Regions from separate parts of the Oryctolagus cuniculus genome. Here region 1 is linked to region 2. A link is a contact called in public Micro-C data. All regions are on one chromosome and are shown on one strand. The core of a region is the stretch at or near the end of the contact, and the rest is flanking DNA. Distances in the headings are between cores, read along the strand shown.

What was found. Hi-C and Micro-C count contacts between places; a contact is called where the count stands out from the background.
Region 1: a Micro-C map of ear pinna shows a contact between it and region 2, with 9 times the contacts expected there. The contact joins the promoter of LOC100338112 here to the promoter of RRAGA in region 2. A contact is called at or near these places in 3 of 6 Hi-C or Micro-C datasets (ear pinna, psoas muscle and an unstated tissue).

Annotation. Positions count from the first base shown.
Region 1 is chr1:182,316,445-182,320,383 of mOryCun1.1, forward strand. LOC100338112 (small ribosomal subunit protein eS4-like) reads left to right here and starts at 2,009. Exons shown (of 2, transcript XM_017341018.3): 1 at 2,009-2,124. It overlaps RPS6 (ribosomal protein S6), which reads right to left and starts at 1,995. Exons shown (of 6, transcript XM_002708080.5): 1 at 1,856-1,995; 2 at 1,137-1,268; 3 at 419-629; 4 at 76-222. The coding sequence starts at 1,861.
Region 2 is chr1:182,017,691-182,021,772 of mOryCun1.1, forward strand. It overlaps RRAGA (Ras related GTP binding A), which reads left to right and starts at 2,620. Exons shown (of 1, transcript XM_008254386.4): 1 at 2,620-4,082. The coding sequence starts at 2,900. The coding sequence ends at 3,841.

The sequences.
Region 1 (3,939 bases), core at 759-3,258, 300 kb after region 2:
AGGCACAAATTTTATCTGACATACACTATCTGCCCATGAAAAAAATTAAGCCCTAAATTGTATAATCCCTCCTACCTTCTTTGTTTAAGGGCTTTCTTACAACATACTGGCGTACATCATCTTCTTTAGAAAGATTGAAAAGTTTACGAATTCTGCTGGCTCTTTTAGGACCCAGGCGACGAGGCACCGTGGTATCAGTCAATCCAGGAATATCTTTCTCTCCTTAGAAGAGATAAGTGAACAAAGTTTAACTCAACAACCTCCTCATAATTAAGAATCCCAAACTGGCATGTTTATCCTATATTGATCACTTGTAACTGTACTGGTAGACAAGTTCCTCTGTCAAAACGGAGCTCCTTGAAATGAAAAAGTTCACTTTCCACAAACATCAAACTTAAGCAACATACATGCTTCTCACCTTTTTTTACAATAACCAAGTTGAGAACACTCAAATTGGCATCGACAATGCAGCCCCGAACTGATTTGCGCTTTCTTTCTCCAGTTCTCCTTGGTCTGTAACAGGAATGCCCCTTACTCAGCAGCAGGCGGACCCGCCCATGGGTCAAGACACCTTGCTTCATGGGAAAACCTTGTTTATCATTCCCACCACTGATCCGGACCACATAACCCTGCAGGAACACAATGACACAGTTACTGTTTCTACTCCAAATTTAAAAACGAAGAATTAGAAGCCTTAGCACACTCCAATTGTAGGGAGTGAAATTTGTTTTAAGTCTAATTGGAGGTACTCAACAAGTAGCAGTATTTTCTCTAGCTGCTAAACTGCCAAGTTCAATTAGCAAATTCCTTTCCAGTTCACATTTCTAGACTGTTTTACTAGAAACGCCACTAAGAACAAAAACATAGCATTTAAAAAATACCCCCTAAGTACTATCAGGACAGCGGACTATTTGACGTTTGCTTCCGTGCATAATCCAGGGAATCAAGCCTATGTAACTTCAGCTTTATTTTGCAGTGTAACTTACTACACAACCTTTACAGGTGACAGCTCCCCTTTGCAAGGTGACATTCTGAAATGACCCACCTAAGTCAGACTACAGAACTCTGTAGTCTGAATTGTCAATATCATTCACGGTCTCTCACTAAAATAGCTGCAACAACCCGTTAATTTTTACCTTCCATTCTTCACCCAGAGCGTCGGCAGCAACTTCTGTGGCCATACGCTTCTCATAGAAAGTACGAAGTTTACGTTCATCGTCCACTTCGATGAGTTTCTGGCAGCCAGTGGCTGGGAAGGAGATATTCAGCTGCAGATTAAAAAGGAGGAAAAAGCTTAGCAAGTCGCCTATGTTAGATAATTTAGAGCCTCCCACAACAGTCATTCATTGCAAAACGCCCTTCAAGTCACCCTCAAACAATCGGCAGAAATGTGAAATGCCGGTTTCACTTTTTAAAGAATCACTAGTAAGCATAGTTAACACCCAGCAAGCACCACTCTAGGTAAGCCACGTTTTCTCTAGTCCCGCGGGGCAGCTCCGCGGCCGAGGGCGCTCCGCTGCCGTTCACCCGCTCCACCAGGAAATATGATCTAGGTGGCGAAGATCAAGAGCCGCACGAAAGGGCAGCCGCAAACTGGGAAAAACGCCTGCTTCAGCCCAGGCTGGGCGCGAGATCGCCACCATGGCGCTCCCAGCCCGGCGCGACTCCAGCCGCAATCAGTCGTCATCCGCTCGCCCAGTGAGCTCTCTTTCCACAAGTACAAGTTTTTCCCCTGCCTCAGACCCTTCTCCAACAAGGGACAGTATCTTGAAGAGCTGGGACCGCGACAAAGCAGAATTCTGGAGCTCGATGCAAGTACCTCAAAGCTAGTTCAACACCCACAACCCCGACCTACCTTCATTTTGAAGCAGCTGACCGCCTCGGAGGCGCCAGGGGAAAGAGGCCCGACTTCCGCTTAGCTTAGATCACATAGGCACTTTCCGTTCTCGCGAGATGAACAGACGGCTGGTGTGGCGGAAGTGAGTGTAAGTGGGCGGGACTTCCGGTGGGGGGGTTAGTTGGCGCTAGAGACGCGAACTCCGCGAGCGTTGAGTAAGAAGTTGTGGCGTTCGCAAAGGTTTGGTGAGGCGAGCCGACGTTTAGTTGTAAGAGATAATCCTTTCAGTAAGTAGTATTTTCTGCGCTGTCCTGTGCCTTTTAGCTGTTCCGTGGCCGCGCCCCAGCTGAGTCCCGGCCACTGCATCCGATAACCCAAGAGTAGAAGGACAGGACCGGACTATCACAAAATGACCACCTCAGTCGTCTGTCGCCCGTGCCAACAACCGCGGTTACGCCAAGTCCACGGAACCGTCATATGTCTTCTGAAGTCTCCCTGCTTTCTCTGTTGTCTCTACGATCTTTCAAAAACGGAAAGTAGTATCACTGCCCTACTGGAAATGCATCAAATATCAGTGAAATACTGTCCAAAACCTTTGCCAGGGCCTCAAACTGTAAACAGTTTCTAACTGGCCTTTTGACCGTCGTTAAAGCCATGGCGGTCTTTCATATTAAATGCAGCCTCGTAAGAGACACCTTTCCCAACCACACTACCCAAAACACACATACTAATTGGCTAATACAGTGCTGTTCTATGTGGTACTTAATCATGAAACGTAAATGTGTTATTTATGGTCTACCTTCTCTACTAGATGACAATTTTAGTATACCCGGACACACCCAGATGCTTGATGCATAGTGAGAAAGGACTAGTAAATATTTTTTAAAATGTTTATTTACTCGAAAGAGTGATAGAAAGTTTTCCATTCAATTCCCAAATGCCTGTAATAACCAAGTCTGGGCCAGCCTGAAGCCCAGACCAGAACTCCACTGGGGTCTCACCTGTGGGTGACAGGAGCCCAAGCATTTGAGCCATCATCTGCTGCCTCCAGGTTGCATTAGAGGGAATCTAGATCAGAAGTGAAGATGGGGACTAGATCCAATCACTGAGATGGGGTGCAGGCATTCCAAATGGTGGCTTAACTCACAAGACAACACTCATCCCTTAGTAAATCTTCAAATGACAGTGATGCAACTCTTAGTAGTACAGAAAGATGTGGGAGAGAGAAGGTGCATTTGATTATTCCTCTAGAACATTTCTGGGAGAAGCAGGTTGGGGACCCAGGTGATCTAACTCAAGCCCACAGTCTTGATGAGTACACTGAAGGAAGCAATATTTATTGTCTATTACGTATTTTCTCCATATTTTATTTTCAAGAAAAATGTAACTACATTATATAAACAAAATAATGTTTATTTTCCAAGACTTTTGCATACCATCTGCTTTACTACAAAGTTTTGAATTTAGACCTGCTTTGCGTTCAAAGTTGATTCTACTGAATCCTGTTTGATTAACTTACATTAATTCATAGAATGTTTGCTAAAATGATACTTTTTAAAGCCTTTTATGTAATTTTTGTTCTAAAATTGACTCAATGTAAAATTAATCATTTTAAAGTGAACAAGTCCGTGACACTTAATACATTCACAATTTTATGTAGCCACCATTGCAGTTATCTAGTTCCAAAGTATTTTCCTTACCCTGAAAGAAAACCCCATGCCCCTTAAGCATGGGGCTTATTTCCAGCAGCTACTTGCAGACACCAATCTGTGTTTATACCTATGGTTTTATCTATTCTATATATTTCATATAAATGGACTATTATGTGACCTTTTGTATGTGTCTTCTAATGTTTTGAGGTCCATCCATGTTGTAGCATGTATCGCTACTGCATTCCTTTTTATGGTTCAATAATTTTCCACTGTTTATGATTAGACCACAATTTGATGGACCTTTCAGCTTTTTCTACCTTTTGACTTTGGCAAATAGTGTAGCTATGTTTGAATTCATGTTTTCAGTGTATGTAGGTATATACCTAGGAGTGAAATGGCTGCATCATATACTAATTCTATGTTTAAATCCTGGAAAAATTGTGAAACTTT
Region 2 (4,082 bases), core at 1,370-3,869:
CAGAAGATGGCTCAAGTACTTGGGCTCCTGCACCCACATGGGAGAATGGGAAGAAGCTCCTAGCTCTGCCCAGCCCTGGCCATTGCAGCCATGGAAGACCTTTCTCTTTCTCTCTTCTCTCTCTCTCTCTCCCTCTTTCTTTCTCTCTCTCTCTCTCTGTAACTCTGCATTTCAAAGCAAATTAAACAAGTCTAAAAAAAAAACATTTTGGCAGGTTCTTTAGAAGTTCTTTAATCAGGCACTTAACATGACACAGCAATTCCTTTGTGAATTTAACCAAGAGAACTAAAGACATGTCCACACAAAGCCTTTTATATAGATATTCACAGCAATATTATTCATAATAACCTAAGAACTGGGAAAAAATCCTAATTTCCATCAATGGTAAATGAGCAAAAATGTAGCAATGTATATTCATACAATGAACCTATTTTTTTTTTAAAGATTTATTTTATCTATTTGGAAGACAGAGTTGGGGTAGTGGAAAAGAGAGAGAGAGAGAGAGAGAGAGAGAGAGAGAGAGAGAGAGAGAGGTCTTCCATCTACTGGTTCCCTATCCAAATCGGGCCATGCTGAAGTCAGGAGCCAGATACTCCATCCAGGTCTCCCCGCTGGGTGGCATGAGGCCCAAACACTTGGGCCATCTTCCGCTGCTTTCTCAGGTGCATTAGCAAAAAGCTGGATTCGAAGTGGAGCATCTGAGACTCAAACTAGTGCTCATATGTGATTCTGGCGCCACAGGTGGCCAGGCTTACCCCACTGCACTACACCTGGAATACTATTTAGCAATAAAAATAAAGAACTAACACATGCTTCAATATGGATGAATTCAAAAACTTATGCTAAAGAAAAGTCAAATACAATACATATATAATTCTGTAATTCCTTTTATATGAAATTTCTAGAGAAGGCAAAAATTTTGGAGAGAAAGTAGATCTGTGATTGCCTAAGAGTCAGGGTCAATGCGAAGTAAAATAATAAAAGACACATTAGGTGCTTTATTCAGTCAGCAGTTTTTTAGAGAATGTTTATCTCAGCCTGCAGGCAGATATGTGCGGTAAAGCAAGTTGGCCTTTCCTTACGGCAGTTCTGTAGCTGGTGAAGACATTCTTGTGGATGTTTTTCCTGGTTGTAATTAATTTTTAGATGTGTAGAAAACACACTGTTCCTTATAAGTATTGAGGATGCCTGCTTTCTTATGCAGTTGTGGAAAGAATGTAAAATGTTTTAATATATTCTTTGTTAATCTAAAAATCTTGAGTCATTTTCTTTATGTGGGAGACAGGGGGATCACATAAAACGTGCTTTTATCACTCAAGAGTAAGCAATGGAAATAACAAACACCATAAATTTCTAGATTGTAATGGTTCAGGCTTAATCATACAATATTCACCTTTTATACTAGTTAGAGTTGGTATGCATTTATAACTTTTTCAGAACCGTTCAAAGTGAAGTTGTTTGCACTTGTGAAGAGGTGAATGTGATTCAGGTCTGTTTTGAGGTGGATCATTAATTTTTCCTCTTCACAGTGAAAATTGGTCCTCAGTGGCTTCCAGATTCACACGTGGCCCCCACTGGTGCTAAGGAGAGCAGCAGCTGTAGGTGAGACCGAGGGTCAGTCAGGGTGAGGCAGAGAATTAACAGAAACAAAGTTGGACTTTGGGGAGTGGGTGAGTGCGTGTGTGTGTGTGTGTTCCATAACCTGGAACTTTTTAATAAGTAAAATCATTCGAATTCTCTTAGTACAAAAACTACTTATCATTCCTAATAGATTTTGCTTTAAATTACCTGATCAATATTACAAATCAGGGGCCAGCGCTGTGGCGCAGTTAACGCTCTGACCTGAAGCACCGGCATCCCATATGGGCCTCGGTTCAAGACCCAGCTGCTCCACTTCTGATCCAGCTCTCTGCTGTGGCCTGGGATAGCAGTAGAAGATGGCCCAAGTCCTTGGGCACCTGCACCCTTGTGGAAGACCTGGAAGAAGCTCCTGGCTCCTGGCTTCAGATCAGCACAGTAGCCGATTGGGGAGTGAACCAGCAGATGGAAGACCTCTCTCTCTCTCTCTCTGCCTCTCCTCTCTCTCTGTGTAACTCTGACTTTCAAATAAATAAATAAATCTTTTTTAAAGAAATTCTCAAGTCTGAAGTTATGAGAAAAACAGATGTGAGAAAGGAACTTCCCTAGGTGTGTAAAAAGCAGTCACCACCATCTACATGTGTAGCACTGAGCAATCACTTACTATCTCAAAGTCTCCTTCCTCATCTGTACAGTCTGGATTCATTAGGCCTTTGCTCCAATTCACCTGCCTGTTGCCCCTGTCCAAAATCCTTGCTCTCAAAGCAAATTTGTGGTGGTGGTGGTGTTGGAGTGTGGATTTTTCTTTTTTGCCACGAGAGGGCAGCATTCCCCAGACCAACTACCCAGTACCCCTGGCAACCGTAGACCCAGCTGTAATACAACAAAACACCAGAGTCCTTGCGTATATCTTCTACTTTATCTGGTTCCAGGAACCAAGCAGTTTCTCCATGCCCTACAGGGAACGACCGCCCAGCACCGCGCTGTTGCGACACCACGGCCGGAAGTGGGTGGGAGCGGGAGCGCGGGTTTCTCGCGATATCGCTGCCGGAAGTGGGTGGTGGCCCGGAGGCAGCGGCTGGCTTCTGTCGGAAGGCGAGCCTCCCGAGCGGTTGCAGCTGGCTGCCCCAGGCGCTCTCCTCTGAGGGAGCGCTAGCCCCGCCGAAGCCGTTCCAGCCCGAACTCGCGCCCTAGGCTTCCCCGGCTGCACGGCTGCGCCAGTGCCAAGCGAGGCCGAGCCCGCGGAACCTCCTCCAGCCCTCGCCCCGCGCTGCAGTGAGGCCGCGCCCTCAGGCCCAGTCCGCGGCGGTCCCGGCGGGTGATGCCAAATACAGCCATGAAGAAAAAGGTGCTGTTGATGGGGAAGAGCGGGTCGGGGAAGACCAGCATGAGGTCGATTATCTTTGCAAATTACATCGCTCGCGACACCCGGCGCCTGGGTGCCACCATTGATGTGGAGCACTCCCACGTCCGATTCCTGGGGAACCTGGTGCTGAACCTGTGGGACTGTGGCGGTCAGGACACCTTCATGGAGAATTACTTCACCAGCCAGCGAGACAACATCTTCCGGAACGTCGAGGTTTTGATTTACGTGTTTGACGTGGAGAGCCGCGAACTGGAAAAGGACATGCATTACTACCAGTCCTGTCTGGAGGCCATCCTCCAGAACTCTCCCGATGCCAAAATCTTCTGCCTGGTGCACAAAATGGATCTGGTTCAGGAGGATCAGCGTGACCTGATTTTTAAAGAGCGAGAGGAAGACCTGAGGCGTCTGTCTCGCCCCCTGGAGTGCGCCTGTTTCCGAACATCCATCTGGGATGAAACCCTCTACAAAGCCTGGTCCAGTATTGTCTATCAGCTCATCCCCAATGTTCAGCAGCTGGAGATGAACCTAAGGAATTTTGCCCAAATTATTGAGGCCGATGAAGTTCTGCTGTTCGAGAGGGCTACGTTCTTGGTTATTTCACACTACCAGTGCAAAGAGCAGCGTGACGTCCACCGGTTTGAGAAGATCAGCAACATCATTAAGCAGTTCAAGCTGAGCTGCAGTAAATTGGCCGCTTCTTTCCAGAGCATGGAAGTTAGGAATTCCAACTTCGCTGCTTTCATCGACATCTTCACATCAAACACGTATGTGATGGTGGTTATGTCAGATCCGTCCATACCTTCTGCAGCTACTCTCATCAACATTCGCAATGCCAGGAAACACTTTGAGAAGCTGGAAAGAGTGGATGGCCCCAAGCACAGCCTCCTCATGCGTTGAATATTGCCAAATGCTGTATGAAAGTGCTGAATTGCCTTTTTTTTTTTTTGCATCCTTTATTTTTAATATAATGTGTGCTTAAAAGTGGGCTTTGAAATGTGTGCTGCTTACTGTTTCCATCTTTCTTCCCTATTCCCCAGTCCTGAAACATTGGAAGCTATTTACTCAGCTATCCAGTAGAGCTTTAAGATGGCCCCTCTGAGAAGTTGGTATGGTGTAACACTAAAGTAGGTGGTTTGTG